Linked DNA regions of Mus musculus: region 2 is linked to region 1. Evidence: chromatin contacts called from public promoter capture Hi-C data. All regions are on one chromosome and are shown on one strand. Each heading gives the region's core, a stretch centred on a gene start, on an enhancer-like site or on the middle of the called end of the contact. The rest is flanking DNA. Distances are from core to core; before and after follow the strand shown.

Region 1 (3,905 bases), core at 57-2,556:
TATACAGACAATTTAAGGCTCCTCTTGGGCAAGGGAGGAAGGAAGGAAGGAAGGAAGGAAGGAAGGAAGGAAATGCTTTTTTTCCATTTTATTATGTTATAAACTAGGCTATTACGTTTTTACACTGTTTCCTTTTTAAAAATTCATCATAGATGCTCATTTACAACTTTGTTTTCATTTCTGAAGCAAGGCTGCATCATGCTAGTTTTCATTTAGAGCATTCATGTAATATTTGGGATGTGTTAAAACGCACGCACGCACGCTGTTGCTTTGGTTTCCTAAGCATAGACTTCTGGCCGTACTTAGCCTGTGGTTTCCCAGCCCTATGATCATGGTAGGTTACAAGTGTCTCTGTTTTCTATAGGAAGTGGTATACTATGTCCTTTTAGTTTGTTTGGATATTTAGAAGGTGAACTTTTCAAACTGAAATAATATTGAGTCCAGCAGCACTTACCTGAAGGAATTAAGAGATTCTCTTGAGCCCAGGTGTTTAACACCATTCTGGGCATCAGAACAAGCCCCTATCTCTAAAATTAGAAAAGTAATTTTAAAAAACTTTATGTTAAAAAAATAAAAATATCTTTTGCTTTTCTAGCCCTGTGTCAAATCAGTCACTTTTATCAGAATCTGTAGCACCTTCCCAAGTGGACAGTACATCTGTGGACAAAGCAGTATCTGAGACAGAAGACCTGCAAGGTTTGCAAATGATAGCATGTGTTTGTTTAACACTTGAGTTTTGTAGGCCGGGCACTAGCATAGATGTGGGTATTTAGAACAGTACCTGCTTATTGTATATGCTTTGTTAGTTTTGTTATGAGAAGAGTATTTTAAATTCTCAAATATTTAAATTCTTAAATATTTAATAGTTGGGATCTACTTTCCACTTGTATATAATTAGATCAGAGTAAACAGAAGATTCAAATCTGATGTAATTAGAGTGAGCAATAGAAGTATTATACTATATGTTCTGTTGTGTTAGGCAGTTAAATCCCAAAACTCTCCTCTCCGAGCACTGGGACTACTGGCTTGCTGATTTTGGTTTTGACTGATTATCCGGGAGGCTTTTCTTCCTGCTTCCCAGGCACTCCTCTCCCCGTGTGAACTACAGAGTAGTGGTCACATCCAGCTCCTTGCATTCATAAGTGCGGCACCCCATGTTCTCACCCTGGTTCCATGGATTCAAATGATCCAAGAACTCTGAGAAACTTATCTGAAGGCACTTGCAATGGGGAGGCATTTAGGAGGTTTCATAATCTTTGCTAGGCTCTGTTATCCTGTCAGCCAAGGGAGCTTACTGTGCAAAGATAAGTTCAGGGTTGTGTGACACCATGGCATGGTTTAAGGAGACAGCACACTGACGTCTGCATCATGTATAGTGTAGGCATTCTGGTAACAGATGATCTGGAATATTCAACTTTTTCCTTGAATTTTATATTAAATAATATAGATATCCTTTACTTCTTGCCCTGTCAGTACTTGACCGGAAGAGCTGAAGTTGTATACAGTTGTGAGCTGCTTGTGTGGGATCTGGGTATTGAACTTGGGTCCTCTGCAGGAGCAGTATGTGCTTCTGACTGCTGAGCCATCTCTCTAGCCTGTTACAGAAAAATGATGTTGAGTGAGGCAGAGGTGATAATGTAAAATTTGAAAAAATATTTGGAAGGTGTAGATAGGTAAAAGGAAAGTGATGAGAATTGTTCCTGAATTTTAGATGGTCTGGTATAGACTGCTAAAGTGAGAATAGAGTTTGAAAGCAAAGCAGGAGGGAAAGGAACAGAAAACAGCCATCTGATCCTGATTAGGTTCAGGCCATAGACACAACCAAAGGGATATCCCAGGAGCAATTAGTTTTGAGAGGGAGGTTAGCAGAGAAAAGAAAAGAACAAAAATACCACTCACTCAGGAGAGTTATGGGTGTCTTAAACAGAACACATTTTAAATTTCTGTGTGAAAAGAATTTGTAAAAATTAAAGGGTGTGATGTGCATGCCTTTGATTTCTTTGAATTCAAAGCCAGTTTGTTCTGCATGGCAAGTTCCAGGACGGCAAAGGCTACATAGTGAGACCTTGTCTCAGAAAAATAAGACGACCAAAATGAACAAAGATTAAAGTTGCAGTTGAGAGTTGAACGGTTTGATAAAGGAGGGTGAGTTAATAACACAACAGCGTAGGTGCTTTACACCAATTTGATGTTTGGAGAACGTCAAAGTTTCCTTCAGCTTACCCTGAGTGCATTAGCCAAGAAAGTAGTTATGTCATATTAGGAAGGCTGCAAAATTTTTTTAATTAGGTATTTATTTCATTTACATTTCCAATGCTATGCCAAAAGTCCCCCACACTCTTCCCCATCCACTCCCACTTTTTGGCCTTGGCGTTCCCCTATACTGAGGCATATAAAGTTTGCATGACCAATGGGCCTCTTTCCACTGATGGCCGACTAGGCCATCTTCTGCTACATATGGAGCTAGAGGCACGAGCTCTGGGGGTACTGGTTAGTTCATATTGTTCCACCTATAGGGTTGCAGATCCCTTTAGTTCCTTAGTTACTTTCTCTAGCTCCTACATTGGAGGCCCTGTGATCCATTCAATAGCTGACTGTGAGCATCCACTTCTGTGTTTGCTAGGCCCGGGCATAGTCTCACAAGAGACAGCTATATCTGGGTCCTTTCAGCAAAATCTTGCTAGTGTATGCAATGGTGACAGTGTTTAGAAGCTGATTATGGGATGGATCGCCAGATATGGCAGTCTCTAGATGGTCCATCCTTTCGTCTCAGCACCAGACTTTGTCTCTGTAACTCCTTCCATGGGTGTTTTGTTCCCAATTCTAAGAAGGGGCAAAGTGTCCACACTTTGGTCTTTGTTCTTTATGAGTTTCATGTGTTTTGAAAATTGTATCTTATATCTTGGGTATTCTAAGTTTCTGGGCTAATATCCACTTATCAGTGAGTACATATTGTGTGAGTTCTTTTGTGATTGGGTTACCTCAAGATGATTCCCTCCAGGTCCATCCATTTGCCTAAAAATTTCATAAATTCATTCTTTTTAATAGCTGAGTAGTACTCCATTATGTAAATGTACCACATTTTCTGTATCCATTCCTCTGTTGAGGGGCATCTGGGTTCTTTCCAGCTTCTGGCTATTATAAATAAGGCTGCTATGAACATAGTGGAGCATGTGTCCTTCTTACCAGTTGGAACATCTTCTGGATATATGCCCAGGAGAGGTATTGCGGGATCTTCCAGTAGTACTATGTCCAGTTTTCTGATGAACTGCCAGACTGATTTCCAGAGTGGTTGTAGAAGCTTGCAATCCCACCAACAATGGAGGGGTGTTCCTCTTTCTCCACATCCTCACCAGCATCTGCTGTCTCCTGAAGTTTTTATCTTAGCCATTCTGACTGCTGTGAGGTGGAATCTCACGGTTGTTTTGATTTGCGTTTCCTTGATGATTAAGGATGTTGAACATTTTTTCAGGTGTTTCTCAGCCATTCGGTATTCCTCAGGTGAGAATTATTTGTTCAGCTCTGAGCCCCATTTTTTAATGGGGTTATTTGATTCTCTTTAGTCTACCTTCTTGAGTTCTTTATATATTTTGGATATTAGTCCCCTATCTGATTTAGAATAGGTAAAGATCCTTTCCCACTCTGTTGGTGGCCTTTTTGTCTTATTGACAGTGTCTTTTGCCTTGCAGAAGCTTTGTGATTTTATTAGGTCCTATTTGTCGACTCTCGATCTTACAGCACAAGCCATTGCTGTTCTATTCAGGAATTTTTCCCCTGTGCCCATATCTTCGAGGCTTTTCCCTACTTTTCTCCTCTATAAGCTTCAGTGTCTCTGGTTTTATGTGGAGTTCCTTAATCCACTTAGATTTGACCTTAGTACAAGGAATAGGAATGGATCAATTCGA
Region 2 (3,933 bases), core at 84-2,583, 120 kb before region 1:
GTATTAGTCAGGGTTCTCTAGAGTCACAGAACTTATGGATAATTTCTAAATAGTAAAGGAATTTATTGATGACTTACAGTCGGCAGCCCAATTCCCAACAATGATTCAGTCGCAGCTGTGAATGGAAGTCCAAGGATCTAGCAGTTACTCAGTCTCACGCAGCAAGCAGGCGAAGGAGCAAGAGCAAGAGCTAGACTCCCTTCTTCCAATGTCCTTATATTGTCTCCAGCAGAAGGTGGAGCCCAGATTAAAGGTGTGTTCCACCACACCTTTAATCCCAGATGAAAGGCGTAGCCCAGATTAAGGGTGTGTTCCTTAAACTCGGAGATTCAATCTTCTGGAATCCATAGCCACTATGGCTCAAGATCTTCAAACCAAGATCCAGATAAGGATCTCCAAGCCTCCAGATAAGGGTCACTGGTGAGCCTTCCAATTCCGGATTGTAGTTCATTCCAAATATTGTCAAGTTGACAACCAGGAATAGCCACTACACCATGCTTAGAGAGCAAAGTTTCACAGCACAGAGTTTTAATTTTAGCTTTTAAGCAAAAATAACTCTTTAGAGCTAGATAGCTCAGGTTTTCTTTTGTACAGGAAGAGGATAGAAAGTGAGTTTAGGGAGAGAGAAGGGAAGGTGTCAGAATAAATTGTGGTTCATCATCTCAAATTAGTTGCATATAGACTAATCCAGAAAAGGAAAAAAGAAAGAAAGAAAGAAAGAAAGAAAGAAAGAAAGAAAGAAAGAAAGAAAGAAAGAAAGGAGGAAGGGAGAAAGAAAGAGAGAGAAAAGAAAGACAGAAAGAAAGAACGAGAGAGAGAGAAAGAGAGAAAGAAAGAAAGAAAGAGAAAGAAAGGAGGAAGGGAGAAAGAAAGAGAGAGAAAAGAAAGACAGAAAGAAAGAACGAGAGAGAGAGAAAGAGAGAGAGAAAGAAAGAAAGAAAGGGAAAGAGAGAGAAAGAAAGAAAGAAAGAGAAAGGAAGAGAGAAAGAAAGAGATAAGAAAGAAAAAGAAAGACAGAAAGAACGAGAGAGAGAACGAGAGAAAGAGAGAGAGAAAGAAAGAAAGAAAGAAAGAAAGAAAGAAAGAAAGAAAGAAGGAAGGAAGGAAGGAAGGAAGGAAAGAAAGAAAGAAAGAAAGAAAGAAAGAAAGAAAGAAAGAAAGAAAGAAAGAAAGAAAGAAAGAAAGAAAGAAAGAAAGAAAGAAAGAAAGAAAGAAAGAAAGAAAGAAAGAAAGAAAGAAAGAAAGAAAGAAAGAAACTGTCCAGGGCCAGCCTAACAGCTCTTCCTCTTCACGGGTGCCATCTCGTGTTCTCAAGTGGAAGTGCATTAGAAGAGCGCAACCTTTTCAGATCAGGGTCCTTTTCAGTAAGAATTCCTGAACGCCGGACTGGGAAATGCTTCAGGTCAACACCAAATGCTTGGTCGGGAACAAAAATCCAGAGAAGACAACTCTTCTCTGGAAACACCTGCAGGCCAGTGAGGGCTGTGTCTGCAACAAACGTCCTCCGTCACAAAGAGCTCTTTCACTGGAATTTGGGGAGGGACGGTACAGCCCTTGAATTACTCCCTCTAGTGAAGGAGACAGGAAAATGCCTGAAAATCCTATCCGCGTGTGCCAAGTTAGCTGATAGCCAGGAACACCTTGGGCGAGTTGGAAAGCTTCTCGGAGGAGATTACAGGGAGCTGACGCTTCAGCTTGTGTAGGAGTTTGCCAGGCTGGAAGCGGGCATGGATAAATGATCCAGGCATACGGATGAGGGAGGAAAGCAAACAGAATCTGGGGGGAAAAAAAAACGCCCTGTTTCAAATTGAGTAGAATGTAATCAACAAGCAGGCAGAAAGGGAGCGGGTGGAAGACTGGCAGGACAGGTCACTGAGGGTCATTCAAAGGCTCAGTAAACCCCAGCCTGTGAGCCCTGGGGCTTGAGGCAAGGCAAGTCTATTCTTTAGAAAGAGCCGCCTGGACTCGCTCAGCTCACCTCTGGCATATTTCCAAGCTCATTTGTTTCTGTTTCCTTAATAAACTATCCTTTTTCCTACTGGGAAAAAAAAAAGTGGAAAGACGGGAATGGGAGACAGAGAGGATGGGAGTGGGGAAGAGTGAGAGAGGGAGGGAGAATGGGAAATGAACATGAAAAGAATCTGTCTGCCCGCAGTAACCAGTGGTCCGTGAATGGGGAACCTCAGAAGTAAGTAGGTGAGAGACACAATGGCTCTGGTAAGAAACACTAGAGAGACATGTTAAATGCCAGATAGCCAAGGATCCTGCGGCTTGAGATGCATTCTTTCCAGGGAGCCAAGGCAGTAGGGCCGGAACATTGGCAAGGTGTGGGCTGGAGGTAGGGAGTCATGAATCTTTTTATGGCCCTGCAGTCTTGGAAGAGGTTGAACTCAGTCCTGAAGGGTGGGGGTAAAAGATAGTAAGTAGATGGGCATTGGACAGTCCTAACCCAAATCCTAGATTTTGACTTTAAGCTTCTAACAGTGGACCCTGCAATACCATGAAGAAGTGCCAAGGACTTCTTATAAAAGCCAGGTGCAGATATAACCCAAGCTTGTAAGGGTACTAAGACATTCCACTAAACCCTAGAGGGTCCCCACGCAACTTGTTTTGTCATGCCTGTGAATGAGCCAGTGTATAAAAAGCTGAATAGTAGTTTTCTTTTCCCGTGTTCTACTCCACATCTGAACATCTTGATATCTTCCCTTAGAGGCCTGGAACTTTCTGGATGCCAAAGCAAAAGAGAGTTCCCTGTTTGAGCACACACCAGGATGACACTAGGAACCAGTCAAATAATAAGTGGATAATCATCAAAAGCAATTTTGTCATTATGGGAAGTTTTCAGGGTTTTTGGTTTTTGACAGATTATCAATTAAATATAACAAAACTTCCATTCTTGTTTCCTTATTTAGTTTTTTAAAAAAATCTCACTGCTGATCATAAAAAACAGAATGAGAATTTATGCTAAACCCTAGCAAAAAAATTAAAAACTTTACCCATGGACATATAAGTAAATAAAATATTAATAATGTTTACTGTTCCACCTATCTCATTCAGAGATGTATTTCCAATAAATATGCATTTTATAGTAGAGATATGCTAAGAATAATTGTAATGAATCAAAAATTTTTTATTGTGATTGTGTGTGTGTGTGTGTGTGTGTACAAGTGTACACATATGAGTACCACAGTGCACACATGGAGGTGAGGGTATAAACTGTGGGAGTTAGTTCTCTCCTTCCACCTTTATGTGAATTCTGAGAACAGAGCTCAGATCATCAGGCTTATACTGCAAGAGGTTTTACCTGCTGAGCCTTTGTTCTGGCCCCCAAAGAAATGTTTACCTTAGTGAGTTATTGTAGGAAATGCAGATAGATGCCAGGTATTTCAAGGATTTACTTGTGAGCCCACATCCTCAGAGTGTCAGACCAAACCTCAGGGTGACTCAGACTTGGTGTGACTGGTCAGGGGAAGATGGCAAGGGAAGCAGTGCCAGAGTTCTGAGAAGCCAGCTGCTTGTTTACACTGGACAGAAGCAGCGTGATCCCTGAACTGAATCAGTTATCTTAAGGCAGACAGTCTGCATACAGCAGGTTTTCCCAACTTCCCTGTTCCACCCCAACCTGCCTGCCTCAGGACAGAGAGCAGAGGCTCAGAGCATCAGTGAGTCAGCCCCAGGCACAGGACAGGAGCTATGGTGTTCTCGCCCCCCAGGATGGATTGCCTCTTTCTCCTTATGCCTCCACATTATTGAGGACAGGACTACTACCCTAAACAGATTGTTGTCTTCATTTTGACTCTTCATGGCCTGACAGTTGAGAGTATGGGCTTCTGACTTTTTCCAGTTCCTCTTCCTGCCCTCGGCTTCTCATCCTTAGCCTTTTTACTTCACTTTTCATACTATTCACTCTCCACAGGTAATAGATGAGCCCTT

The links. Capture Hi-C pulls out chosen DNA fragments and counts their contacts.
Region 2: a contact with region 1 is called in a promoter capture Hi-C map of adipose tissue. The contact joins two enhancer-like sites. A contact is called at or near these places in 2 of 484 Hi-C or Micro-C datasets (CD4 T cells and nephron progenitors), 1 of 115 datasets of contacts at active chromatin or transcription factors (CD8 T cells) and 2 of 9 other capture datasets (adipose tissue and liver).

Annotation. Positions count from the first base shown.
Region 1 is chr7:84,629,447-84,633,351 of GRCm38.p6, reverse strand. Zfand6 (zinc finger, AN1-type domain 6) reads left to right here. Exons shown (of 7, transcript NM_001360578.1): 4 at 596-696. Among named protein-coding and RNA genes, the nearest start is that of Fah, 25 kb to the right of the region's middle. Within about 2 kb of position 1,306, at least 11 of the 459 cell types and tissues checked have an H3K27ac peak or open chromatin away from gene starts, as enhancers often do. A contact at or near this core is called in adipose tissue, where this site is marked.
Region 2 is chr7:84,747,606-84,751,538 of GRCm38.p6, reverse strand. All of the region lies in intron 2 of 2610206C17Rik (RIKEN cDNA 2610206C17 gene), which reads right to left. Among named protein-coding and RNA genes, the nearest start is that of Zfand6, 60 kb to the right of the region's middle. Within about 2 kb of position 1,333, at least 97 of the 459 cell types and tissues checked have an H3K27ac peak or open chromatin away from gene starts, as enhancers often do. A contact at or near this core is called in adipose tissue, where this site is marked.